Linked DNA regions of Mus musculus: all the other regions are linked to region 2. The links are chromatin contacts, called in public Hi-C maps. All regions are on one chromosome and are shown on one strand. Each heading gives the region's core, a stretch centred on a gene start, on an enhancer-like site or on the middle of the called end of the contact. The rest is flanking DNA. Distances are from core to core; before and after follow the strand shown.

What was found. A called contact is a pair of places that touch in the nucleus more often than the background predicts.
Region 1: a contact with region 2 is called in a Hi-C map of the N1E-115 cell line, with 1.6 times the contacts expected there. The contact joins two enhancer-like sites. A contact is called at or near these places in 5 of 39 promoter capture datasets (the 3T3-L1 cell line, 3T3-L1-derived adipocytes, the HPC-7 cell line and 1 more) and 1 of 484 Hi-C or Micro-C datasets (the N1E-115 cell line).
Region 3: a Hi-C map of the N1E-115 cell line shows a contact between it and region 2, with 1.9 times the contacts expected there. The contact joins two enhancer-like sites. A contact is called at or near these places in 2 of 484 Hi-C or Micro-C datasets (the N1E-115 cell line and myocytes) and 1 of 9 other capture datasets (embryonic stem cells).

The regions. Positions count from the first base shown.
Region 1 is chr13:96,350,125-96,353,899 of GRCm38.p6, forward strand. No RefSeq gene overlaps it. Among named protein-coding and RNA genes, the nearest start is that of Poc5, 36 kb to the right of the region's middle. Within about 2 kb of position 1,422, at least 23 of the 459 cell types and tissues checked have an H3K27ac peak or open chromatin away from gene starts, as enhancers often do. A contact at or near this core is called in the N1E-115 cell line, where this site is marked.
Region 2 is chr13:96,173,223-96,177,268 of GRCm38.p6, forward strand. No RefSeq gene overlaps it. Among named protein-coding and RNA genes, the nearest start is that of Gm29543, 43 kb to the left of the region's middle. Within about 2 kb of position 2,544, at least 55 of the 459 cell types and tissues checked have an H3K27ac peak or open chromatin away from gene starts, as enhancers often do. A contact at or near this core is called in the N1E-115 cell line, where this site is marked.
Region 3 is chr13:96,043,339-96,047,302 of GRCm38.p6, forward strand. The region is part of intron 3 of Sv2c (synaptic vesicle glycoprotein 2c); the gene reads right to left. Among named protein-coding and RNA genes, the nearest start is that of Sv2c, 87 kb to the right of the region's middle. Within about 2 kb of position 2,478, at least 4 of the 459 cell types and tissues checked have an H3K27ac peak or open chromatin away from gene starts, as enhancers often do. A contact at or near this core is called in the N1E-115 cell line, where this site is marked.

The DNA.
Region 1 (3,775 bases), core at 172-2,671, 180 kb after region 2:
CTTTTCTTCTAAGGTACTTTTTCAAATATGAAAGTAGTATTAATACATCCATATTGTCTTGGCCCTGGATTTTTAATGGCATTTCAAAGGAGGTTTTAAACAAGTGTAACTATAACACTGCCCTGTATAAGAGCAGCATCTATTTTATATTTTCTTTCACAATCATAGTATCACATGGAACTGGGAACAGAGGCTATGAGGAGCAGAGTGTAATGGGTCATGATGACCATTTCAGAACAGCTCGACCCTCCTCGGAGCCTTCGAGCAGGCTGCGTGAGCTGAATTCAGAAGCAGAGAGGATGGATCGTACTGCAAGCTGTACAGTTAAGCTGGGCAAGTGTGTGTGTGTGTGTGTGTGTGTGAGAGAGAGAGAGAGAGAGAGAGAGAGAGAGAGAGAGAGACTGACTCACGTAAAATTACCCCAATGAAAGAAATGTATTTTTTGTGTGTGCATTTCTTAATACAAAGCACTCTAAATCACTAGCACGTTTAGTTCCCATTGTTGGCCACTAATGGAACAAACTGCATTTCTCTACCATCTTACCGTGTCACAATTCCTGCACCCTTGTGAGTAGAATTATTACTACTATGGCAGAGCAACTGAATGTTAATGTTTGAAGGCAAAAGGGATGTCAAAATATGAGGTTATAATCCATTGTCCTCATGTTCCAAATGTACCACACTTGGGTTTGAGAGAGATGAGAAAAATCTACCGCTTTTTGCCTTGTCCTGGATTTTAATACCCTTAAGGGGCAGACTGCCCTTGTCCTAGCTCCTTGGCAGGAATTCTCATTGAGTCCGGGACCACTTTAGTCCAAATTAAGATTTTTCAAGCTATGCGCAGCATCAACAAGCTCTTAATGAACAGTAACTTCCCGCATCCTGGAAAATCACCTCCTTTCCGTTTGACACAGGATTTCAGTTCCTTGCCTGGGGATAATAAGCTAATGGATTTGGGTGCAGGATGATAACAAAGAATATGTGAAATCTGTCAATGCTTTTTTTTTTTTCCACTATGGTGATTCCCACCAACCCTCACTGACTGCCTGGGAATGCAGCGTACTATAATGAAATCCTTCATCAGGAGCGATTTTTGAAATACCCCTTGGTTGCTTAAGAACCATTTCAGACAGAGAGATTTAGTCGCTTATCAAGCATATTTGTCTATTTTTTTTCCTGTGAAAACAAACCAGAAATCTTTTCATTACTCCTTTTCTTCCTAGCTTGAATCCGCCCAGGCAGAACTGTCATGCCCCCTTTTTTCCTGCACTGTGACTTGCCAAACCATTTCTGATTGAAAGACACAAGCAAGAATTTAATGGTGTGGAACAAGCGAGTCAGCCGTCTCTGCAGTGCACCCCATCACAATGAGAACGTCTTCCTATGACTCAGAGTGAATCAGATGGAAAGAAAAATAACAGCACAAACAGCAGCTTTGGAAATAAATGGCGACGTGTGCCTTGCACGAACCAGGCTGCCGTGAAGACCACGCTAAGGAGACCTGGCCGGGCTGCCTTCTGCTTTCTCCAAGGAACGGACAGAATGGGCAGCAGACTTTTCTTCCAGAAGAAATCAAAGCATGCACAGTTGTTTAGGCGGACTTGGGCCAAGGAAAACATTTGCCTGTATTCTCCCAAGCTACATGTTGTGGTGACATCATTGGTATATGCCGAAACACCTTATTTGCATTTGATTTTCTGTTTTGTTTTGTTTGTAGAGGTGGGTTTGGGGTGTTTTTGGTTGGTTGGTTGGTTTTTGTTTGTATTGGGTTTTGGGGTGTGTGTATGTGTGTGTGTGTGTGTGTGTGTGTGTGTGTGTGTATTTTGTTTTGAGATAAGGTCTCACTGTGTGGCCTTGGCTATCCTGGAACTCACTACATAGACTAGGCTGACCTCCAATTCACAGAGATCCACCTGCTTCTGCCTCCCAAGCCCTGGAACTAAAGGCGTGCACTACCATGCCCAACTTGCATTTTGATTTTATTTTAAAGATTTATTTATTTATTATATATAAGTACACTATAGCTGTCTTCAGATGCACCAGAAGAGGGCATCAGATCTCATTACAGATGGTCGTGAGCCACCAAGTGGTTGCTGGAAATTGAACTCAGGACCTCTGGAAGAGCAGCCAGTGCTCTCAACCACTGAGCCATCTCTCCAGCCCACATTTTGATTTTTAACTGCTCTTTTTATGAATGGAATGAATAAGTGATTGATAGATAATGAAATAAAGTCATATATGATTGTCATACAGGAGGGCTCAAAATATAAATTATACATTATATATTTATGTATATAAGATAATATATTATAGAGCATATTTTAAATATTTAAAATGTTGACAGATCTATACATTGACATATATAGTGAAAGGAAGAATTCTATTGAAAACCAGGACATCTCTGACTAGGAGTAGCTAGCAAGCTTGCCTGTTAACCCAGCCATGGCTAACAGCTCATGCTTGCCTACCCTTCCTACTAGTTTTGCACCCTCATTTCTGTTCGCACTGCCTCCTGGGTCCTCGTTCCTATGCGACACATCTCACACACTATTTGACTACACGGTGAGTTGTGGAACTGGTAGGAGGGACCAGCTGGAGGCCAGGCAGTCTATGAGTGGCAACGGAGGACAGCTCCTTCCATCTTTGCTGCTTGTCCTATTAGCCTCTCTCCCTGACTCACAGGAGGGTGTTTCAGCTGCAGCTGGGGAGAGGGAGAAATTGAGAAGCAAAGTGATTCCATGTCAGAGGCCCACTCCATTCCAGTGCCTCGGCGGCCCACAGTGTGAACCCTGTAGAAAAGAAGACAGGAGATCTTAACCTAGCATTTAGCTCTTGCTATCTGCCAGAATAGAGGCTCAAAATGCAAACTTGATAACCCTAGGAACTGAGAAATAGGATTACACAAAATATTCAAATATATTCAGCACACCAAAGGAAATATCAGCCACGCGAAAAGGCAGGCTACAGAATGGGAGAAACATCTTTGCAAGCTATACTTGAAACAAGAAGTTAATATATAGAATATAAATTACTGCAAAGTTAAACACACCAGAATGCCCAAAATATCATCACATCAATAAATGGAAAAAAATTAAAGAAGTCTTAAAAGAGAAAAAAAATATGAGCAATAAATATTTAAATGCATTAAACATCTTTAAACTGTACAGAAATGCAAATTAAGAATCATTTGAGGGGGGTTGGAGAGATGGCTCCATGGTTAAGGACACTGGCTACTCTTCCAGAGGGCCTGAGTTCAATTCCTAGCAACCACATGATGGCTCGAAAGCATCTATGTGATCAGATTCCCTCGTCTGGCACGCAGGAGTGTACTCAGATTACTCAGACATAAAGGTAAGTAAATCTTTTTATTTTAAAAGAATAATTTGAAATTCTGTCTCCCCATTCAGAACAGCTGTCATCAGACAACAAAGACTGGCCATGGTGTGAGGAAAAGAACATTTACTCTATGCTAGAATGGGCATAAGCGGGCGTAGGCTCATGGAAACCATTGTGGAAGTTCTCAAAACCACAAAAATACTGTGAGACCCAACCCTTCCACTCCTGGGTACATACACAACAGACTATATATCTTACCCAAGGGGTCTTTGCACATCCATATTTATTACTGTACTACTTACAGGAGCAAAAATAAAATCAACCTACATGTCCATCAACAGATGGCTAGATAATGAAAACGTGGTACATAGACAGAATGAATTTTATTGAGGTGTGAGTAAAAATGAGATCTTCAGGAAGGTGAATGGGTCCAGAGAAT
Region 2 (4,046 bases), core at 1,294-3,793:
AGCATGATCCGGCTAATGGGAGTTTTGCTGGAGAGCTCCATGCAGTCCCTGTGCAAACCTGGGGATCAGTTAGCCTGTGACATCTGGGTCACATGAAAAACTAAATCTCCAAGTCTGAAAATCCATCAGATTTCTTCTAAATAACTTGAACATTTATAGGGTCTGGTAAGCTAGAGTAGTCTTTACTATCTAGTTTATTTGGAAATGGCCATTCTTTCTGCTATGTATTGTTAAAAAATTTTTTCAAAGATTTGGTTTTTATTTTATGCATAGGAATGTTTTCCTACATTTATATATGTGTACCATGTGTTTATAGTGCCAATAAAAGCCAGAAGAGGCCATTGGAGATTCTGGAGCTGACTTTATAGACGATTTATGAGCCACAATGCGGGTCCTGGCACCCAAACCCAGGTCCCTCTGCAAGAGCTGCCAGTGTCCTTAACCACAGAGCCATCTCTTTAGCCCTCAGTAAATATTTTTAATACCACTCATAGAGAAGCCCCAGATTGGAATCAGCAAAATGTTCAGTGGCTGCCTCTGTTCCAAAAAGAGGTCTATTTCCAAGATAGATAGTCTCTGGAGAGACCCAGTCAGGTAGATTGCATATGCCCAGCTGCGTGGATTTGGCTTCCTAGCTCTCACAAAGTGATGGCCTTGAGCCATGTCCCCATCAAGGGCAGGTCTCCTCTAACGCATGTGACATCACTTTTCACAATGAGTCAGCAGCACTTATTTCTACTGGCCCCTCTCAACGGCTTTGGATGGGTGGGAAAACAATTCATGTTTAGGCAGAGATGTAAACTTTCCCAAAAGAGACTTGACAATGAAAGAAATCAAATCTCTGACCAAAGCTATCTGCCTTTCTAGAAAACTAATCACCCCACTTTAAGTATGTAAATGTCTATTCCTAAGATTATATGAGCTCTCTTGATGGCTATGTATATTAAGAATTAAACCCTTTTTAGTTATGTAAAATTTACTGGAAATTTTTTGTTTGTTTGTTTGTTTGTTTGTTTGTTTTAAGAAGTACTAACCAGTACCCCCAGAGCTCCCTGGGACTAAACCCCAAACCAAAGAAAACACATGGTGGGACCCATGGCTCTAGCTCCTTATGTAGCAGAGGATGGCTTAGTCGATCATCAATGGGAGGAGAGGACCTTGGTCCAGTGAAGATTCTATGCCCCAGTATAGGAGAATGCCAGGGCCAGGAATGGGAATGGGTGGGTTGGGGAGCAGGGGGAGAGGGGAAGGGATAGGGGATAGGGGATTTTCAGAAGGGAAACTAGGAAAGGGGACAGCATTTAAAATGTAAATAAATAAAATACCTAATAAAAAAAGAAATAGGTAATTATAAAATTTCCCCGATCAAATGGCTTCCTTGGGCTTTCAACCCTATGCAGTGATTCCCATTCAAACTGGAGCCGAAGATCACCTGGATGAAAATCTGTCTCCGGAGCTGGGGATCCTATCCAGTGAAACTCTAAAAGTGTTGCTGATATTGAGAGCACACTCACTTCAGGAACTCGCTGCCAAGGCAGACTCTAGCTGATGGATATACACATAGCTCTAGTAAAGGATGACAAATTAAACTCTAAACGGACATTCTGCCGACGTTTACCCCTAATAAACTATGGCAAATGGCCAAGGAAGGACAGAGGCAGACTACCCTGACTATCTTCATTTTAACTCCTGAGCTTATAGGAAAGCCAGGTATTTATTTCCTTCTCCATGAAGTTACATTGTGTGTGTGTGTGTGTGTGTGTGTGTGTGTGTATTTCCCAGACTAATAGCTAATTTGAAGAAATTTCTTTGGATTTTTAAGTCAGTCAACCTCTTTTCTATGCCCATTTTACCCCTGATATCACAGAGCTTTCCTAACAGAAATTGGCTACCTAATCATCACGTTGGATGGAGATGGTAAATGGGACCAAATCCCTTAGAAAAGGTTATATCAGAATCCTGGATTAGGTCTGTAGTTTTAAATTATCTCCTCTATTCACGTCCCACAACCCTAATTGAAAATGATCAAACGTTAATGCTTTGACTGGCTTCCTTGAGACCACACAGAAACCAGGTAGACCTTTTCTTTTTCCTATTTATTTATTTATTGTTCTATCAAATACACAAGTTCTTGGTCACCATTTCACATTCCTCTGGGTTTCCAGCTACAAGCATGTATTATAAACAGTGTTGCAAATTGTGCCTATAGAAGTTCATGGGCTTAATGTCTCAATATAGAGGATAAATTTTGGATGATTTTTTTTTCAAAATTACAGACTTTTAGTAGATGAAATGACATTTTAAAGAATGTTTATTCTAATACATTTTCTTACAGGGAAGAGAACTCCAAAGCAATGGGCTACTTCAGATGTTAGATGGAGCTTCCAAAAGGCCTGTTTCCTACACTGTTTGAATAAACAGCCCTGCAGCTTGCAAAAAGGCATCACGCCATCAGAGCATATTAGTCTCCTGGCTGCCTTGCTCAGAGTAACTCTGCACCTCTTGACTGAATGCTCGCTGGCAGAATTCCCAGTCAGGAATGCCCCACAGCCATCTGCTCTATCTCTGATACCCCTTAGTGTTCCAGCGGGCCAGCAATCTCCCAGCGTGCTACTTGGTTGCTTGAATTACTATAAAGGGGCATTGTAAAAAAGAATTGCTATGTACTCAAGGCGTGTGTTCCGTTTTTATGTTGCGATATTTTATTATCCCTTGCTGCCCTGCATTTTCAAGATGACTTTCCTCTTTATTGTAAACATGCACAGATGGAGTGTAGGATGGGGCAGAGTGAGAAGACTGGCTCCCTGGAGCAGTGCTGAGGGGGAGCCCTCACTGGGGAACCGAGCCTTGTCTTTGCTCTACTCTACTATCAGCTAAAGTTACAATTCTGAGCAAGATGCTCTCCTTTTATCTTGTATTAAATTTTTCCCCACAGAATGGACCCTACAAAATAAAGGGATGGTACTACATCTAAAATCAAATTTAAAAGACAATGACTTATAATCCCGAAATTTATTTATAATACATGTGGAAAAGGATTAATATCTATATTAGTTAGGGTTTTACTGCTGTGAACAGACACCAGGACCAAGGCAAGTCTTATAAAAAAACAACACTTAATTGGGGCTGGCTTACAGGTTCAGAGGTTCAGTCCATTATCATCAAGGTGGGAGCATGGCAGCATCCAGGCAGGCATGGTGCAGGAGGAGCTGAGAGTTCTATGTCTTCATACAAAGGTTGCTAGTGGAAGACTGACTTCCAGGCAACTAGGGTGAGGATCTTATGCCTACACCCACAGTGACACGCCTACTCCAGCCAGGTCACACCTATTCCAACAAGGCCACACCTTCAAACGGTGCCACTCCCTGGTCCAAGAATATACAAACCATCACAATATCCTTAACAAAGAGCTCTGGCAAATTGGTGAAAAAAGAAAGCAGAAAAGCCTCTACCCAATACCCAAGAATAACAATTAAGACAGCCCTTGGTACAAGTTATTCCCTTTGGAATTATTACTCAGAGAGGTCCCATGGACTCCCAAACATTACAAGCTACTGCGACTGCTCATGGTTATAGTTCAGAAATTGACAGCCAAACCCTACTGCTGGGGACCGGGCAGGCTTCAGTCATAGGATGTAGAAAATCAAGCTGGGACAGGACTAAAGCTTTTATCCGATTGGCTAGCTTCCACAGTGCAGGAAAGTGCATTCAAGCTACTAGAGGAGAAAATTGATCATCAGTCATATCCAGACACAAACCTTTTGAGCTATAATAATGACTGCCCAGGAGAGACATACCCAACTGGCGTAATAGTAGCACAAGTATCATGGTAGGAGCCAAACACTTTCTGATTTGATATAAGTTCCATTCCACAGGATGAAACCCATGCCTGGCACCAGTCCCAGGCCAAGAACCTATGGCGAGACAGGTCATAGGCCCTGGGGGGGGGGGGGGGAGAACCCACTATTTTTATGCTGCTAAGTAGCCATGATATTGAACTGATTCTTGGCAACTTACTGTTATTCCCACGGAGCCATGCATCTTAA
Region 3 (3,964 bases), core at 1,228-3,727, 130 kb before region 2:
TTTGTACGTATGCTTTCAGGGCTGACTGTTTGTTGTTGGACAGCCAATTGGTGTGCTTTCCACTGGTAAAGATGCCCACTCTCAGCTTTCCTTAGTTGCCTCTAGTTCCTTGTATAGGGTTGAGGCCTCATGTTTCATCCCCATCCATTCTGGGATGCCCATTGTTGCCCTTGCTCAGCTTGTGTTTAGGCAGCCATGTTGGTGAGACTTTATGGATGCAGCTTCTGACATTACCAGGAGATAACCTCATGGCAAACGCCCTGATCCTCTGGCTCTTACAATCCCCTGTCCCCTCTCTGTAATGTTCCCTGTTCCTGGTGTGGGGGCCTTAGATGTGTCAGTTAGGACTGGGCTCCACAACTCTGTATTTTGATTGGTTATGGCTTTCTGTAGCAGTCTTCATATGTCAAAAGGAAAACTTCCTTGATGAGTGGGAGGACTATACTTCTCTGTGGGCATAAAGACAAATATTTATTAGTTAGGGACTGTGCTTCTTAGTAAAGTAGTTCTAGGTTCTCCTCCAAGATCTCTCTTTTTTACTTCCCAGCTTGCATGAGGTGAGCAGTTTACTCTACCACAGGCTACCTTCTTTTTTATGTACTGCTTTGCCACAGGCCCCAAAGTAACAGAGTCAATCAATCACTGACTAAATTCTCCAAAACAGCAAGGCCTTAGTGACACACAAGGCCCACCTCCTAATCCTCCCCAAACAGTTCCACCAACTAGGGACCAAGCATTCAAATATATGAGACTTATGGGGGACATTCTCTTTCAAATTATTGCAGAATTCTACTGAGTAATTTTGTTCCACTTTTAATTCTTCAGTAAACATGTGACAGAAAATAATTTTATTCTAGGGGCTGAGGTGGTGGTACAGTGGGTAAAGTGAAGTCATGAAACCCCGAGTTTGCATCCCCAGCACCCATATAATAAGCCAGGCTTGGTAACATATGTCTATAATCCCACCACTGAGAGGCAGAGACAGGTGAATTCTGGGCAATGAACTGGCCAGACAGTTTAGCTGAAACTGTAAGTTCAGGGTTCAGTGAGAGATTCTGCCCCCAAAAATAAGGCAGAAAAGCAATAGAGGAAGACATCCAGACTTCAAGCTGTGGCCTCCACATGGGCACCCAATGTATACAACGCACAAACACATGAGTATAAAGAATATTTTAACTACTTTGATTCTAGCTTCTCCACAGTGTAATTATCAAACAATCCTTTTATCTCCACCTTTCATTTATGTTAGGAACTGAGAAATTATGTGAAAAATAAGTAAGGAGGAGGTGGGAGACTCACTGTAAAGTTACATGTTCTGGGCAGATGATAAGCAAGACTCAGAAACCACCAGGACCAGGCTCTAGCAGTTTTTATTCAGAGGAGCGTTAGGGGCATATGCAAAGAACAGTGCATGAAGACAGAGCACTCATGTACATCAATCAATCAATCAATCAATTAATCAATCTTTAAGGAGCAGCAGCCATCATGTTTAGGGTTTGGTGTACACAGTCAAGAATCATTTCTGGTAGAATTTTAGATACAGCAAGCCTGGTGGGTATGACCATCAGCTTTTGAGCCTGACAGCGTGGGTTTGAAAGCTGGCTAGATCACTCACTGTGTGCCCTTGGGTAGCTACCACACTTTAATATGCCTTACCCTCATCATCTATAATATATAGATAATCATACCTGCATGATAGTATTTCCTCATGGGAACCAATGAGGTTTAGGTGAGTCAATTCACATAAACTGCGGAGCCCATCACCTCCCCCAAAGCAACCACAATTCAGATATTTGATAAAATATATTTTAAAAGTCTCAAAATAATAAAAAAACACACAATTTTTACTTTTTTTGATATGATCAGCAAATTATTTCTTAGGAGAAAACACTATTAAGCAGAAGATTGTATAGTTCTAAGTCAGACTAAAAATCAGCAATGCCAGGGACTGGGGACCATTTGGAAACAACAGCCTTTCTACTGCCTTGATTTTCTTTAATTAAGGGAAAACATTTTTGTAAAACAGTTGTGAAAATAAAGCTCATGGAAGAATCATAGTTGGTGGCAAGGAATTCTGCACAGCCACTGTGTTCTTGCTGGCACCATCAGCTAAGTCAGCTAATGCATTCTGCTTACAGCTTTAAAGTACACATGACTCGGCTCCACCCACATTGGGAGACATGACCTTTCTTTTGTTTCCAACACACAGGAACAAAGACATTTCACTCTCATCTCTGTTGCTATTCTATTTTCCTCCTGATCATCATGCTCAACCGTCCCTCAGTGAGCAGCTCTTAGTTCTGACATTGCCTGGCGTCCAACACATTATTATCCCCTTAATTAACAGTGACTGGAAACAAATAATTTAATTCCAGGGCAAATGAAAATGAATCAATGGTGCCAACTCCATTTCCCAGCTTTCTAATCGTCGGTAACAACAGATAAGAGGGACATGTGTTGCCTTGGTGTGAGATTCATCTGAGAAAATAAAAGACAGATGGACAATGCGCGAGGTCTCACTCCTTACCCCAACAAACACCAATGTGCCCAGCAGGAAAATCTTTATTTGGACAGAATAAACATTTAAAAACCACAGAGATCATGTATGTCAGCTGGATATCGTTATTTCATAAGAAGATACAACTCAAGACCCAGCTTGGTGAAAAGAAAAAAAAAAGCAAAAATCTGAGCCTGGCAGTGCACACCTATGATTCCAGGTCTTGAGATGCTAAGCCTGGCAGTGCACACCCATGATACCAGCTCTGGAGATGCTAAGCCTGGTAGTCACATCTATGATGCCAGCTCTCAAGATGCCGAGGCAGGCAAGAGGGTCATGTGCTTGAGGTCATTCATTCTGCGCCTCATAGAATGACTCTATCTAAGGGGTTGGAGGGGACGAGAACACACAGGAGCATATGTGTCTATTTAGAGACAGTGAAGCCATAAGTGCAGGCATATCTCAGCCTACATGGAAACCCCCTTCAATCCCGTTTGCATTCACAAACAGAATTCAGGAGGAAGACAATCAAGCCTTGGATTTGGAATGTCCAGGTGATTTAATTAAGATGTTGCAAGTTAGTGGGACTGATGATAATCATTCCTGGCTCTAAATCTGCAACATGCAGAGTGTGAGCTTGGTGACCAGGACTTCTCTTTATGTTTTAAAGTTTAAAATAAATGGATCTGGCGGGCAGATGCTCTGCCAAATGTTACTCTGCGACTGCCAGGTGCATCTCTCCCAATAGAAAATTCTGCAACCTTAGAATCAAGCAAGCACAGGATGGAGTTCTGAACTAACAAATTACCTGAACTAACAAAACATCGCTGGTAGACTCTGATGTCACTTTGTTCAACTAGAATCCAGTCATTATCCAGTCAACTCGGGGAAGCCTACTGTTATCTATCTATCTATCTATCTATCTATCTATCTATCTATCTATCTATCTATTTATTTTCTTGACGCATAAGTCATCCCCTTTGGGGAAGATTGTGAAAAATATTCACAATTAATCTTCAGTGACATAGTAGCAACCTTCTTCAGAGGGACCTGGCTTCTGCCTTTCGAGAGGATTTTGGGTATATAAAGTGGCACCAGCCTGGTACTTGACTAAGGGGCCATGATCATTTTTAAAGATGTGAGTGAAAGTTTGGTTCATTCGGTATGGAACCTCTCCGTGTATATAGATCAGGTAAGAATTTAATAGCTCTCTATCTGACTTTTGGATCTGCTTACAGAGTCAAGTCATCAGTCTATTGAGTCAGCCATTGTAATTATAGCTGGTTCTACTGGGTTTTTTGTTTGTTTGTTTGTTTGTTTGTTTGTTTGTTTTAAAGTATGATGGCTATCTTCCCTCAGGCAGTTCACATGTGGAGCAGTTGTCCTGTACATGCAGACTCCTGTGTCCATGGAGTCTGCTCAGCATAGCCTGACAATATTCTGAAAAACATTTGTTGTAGGTGAATG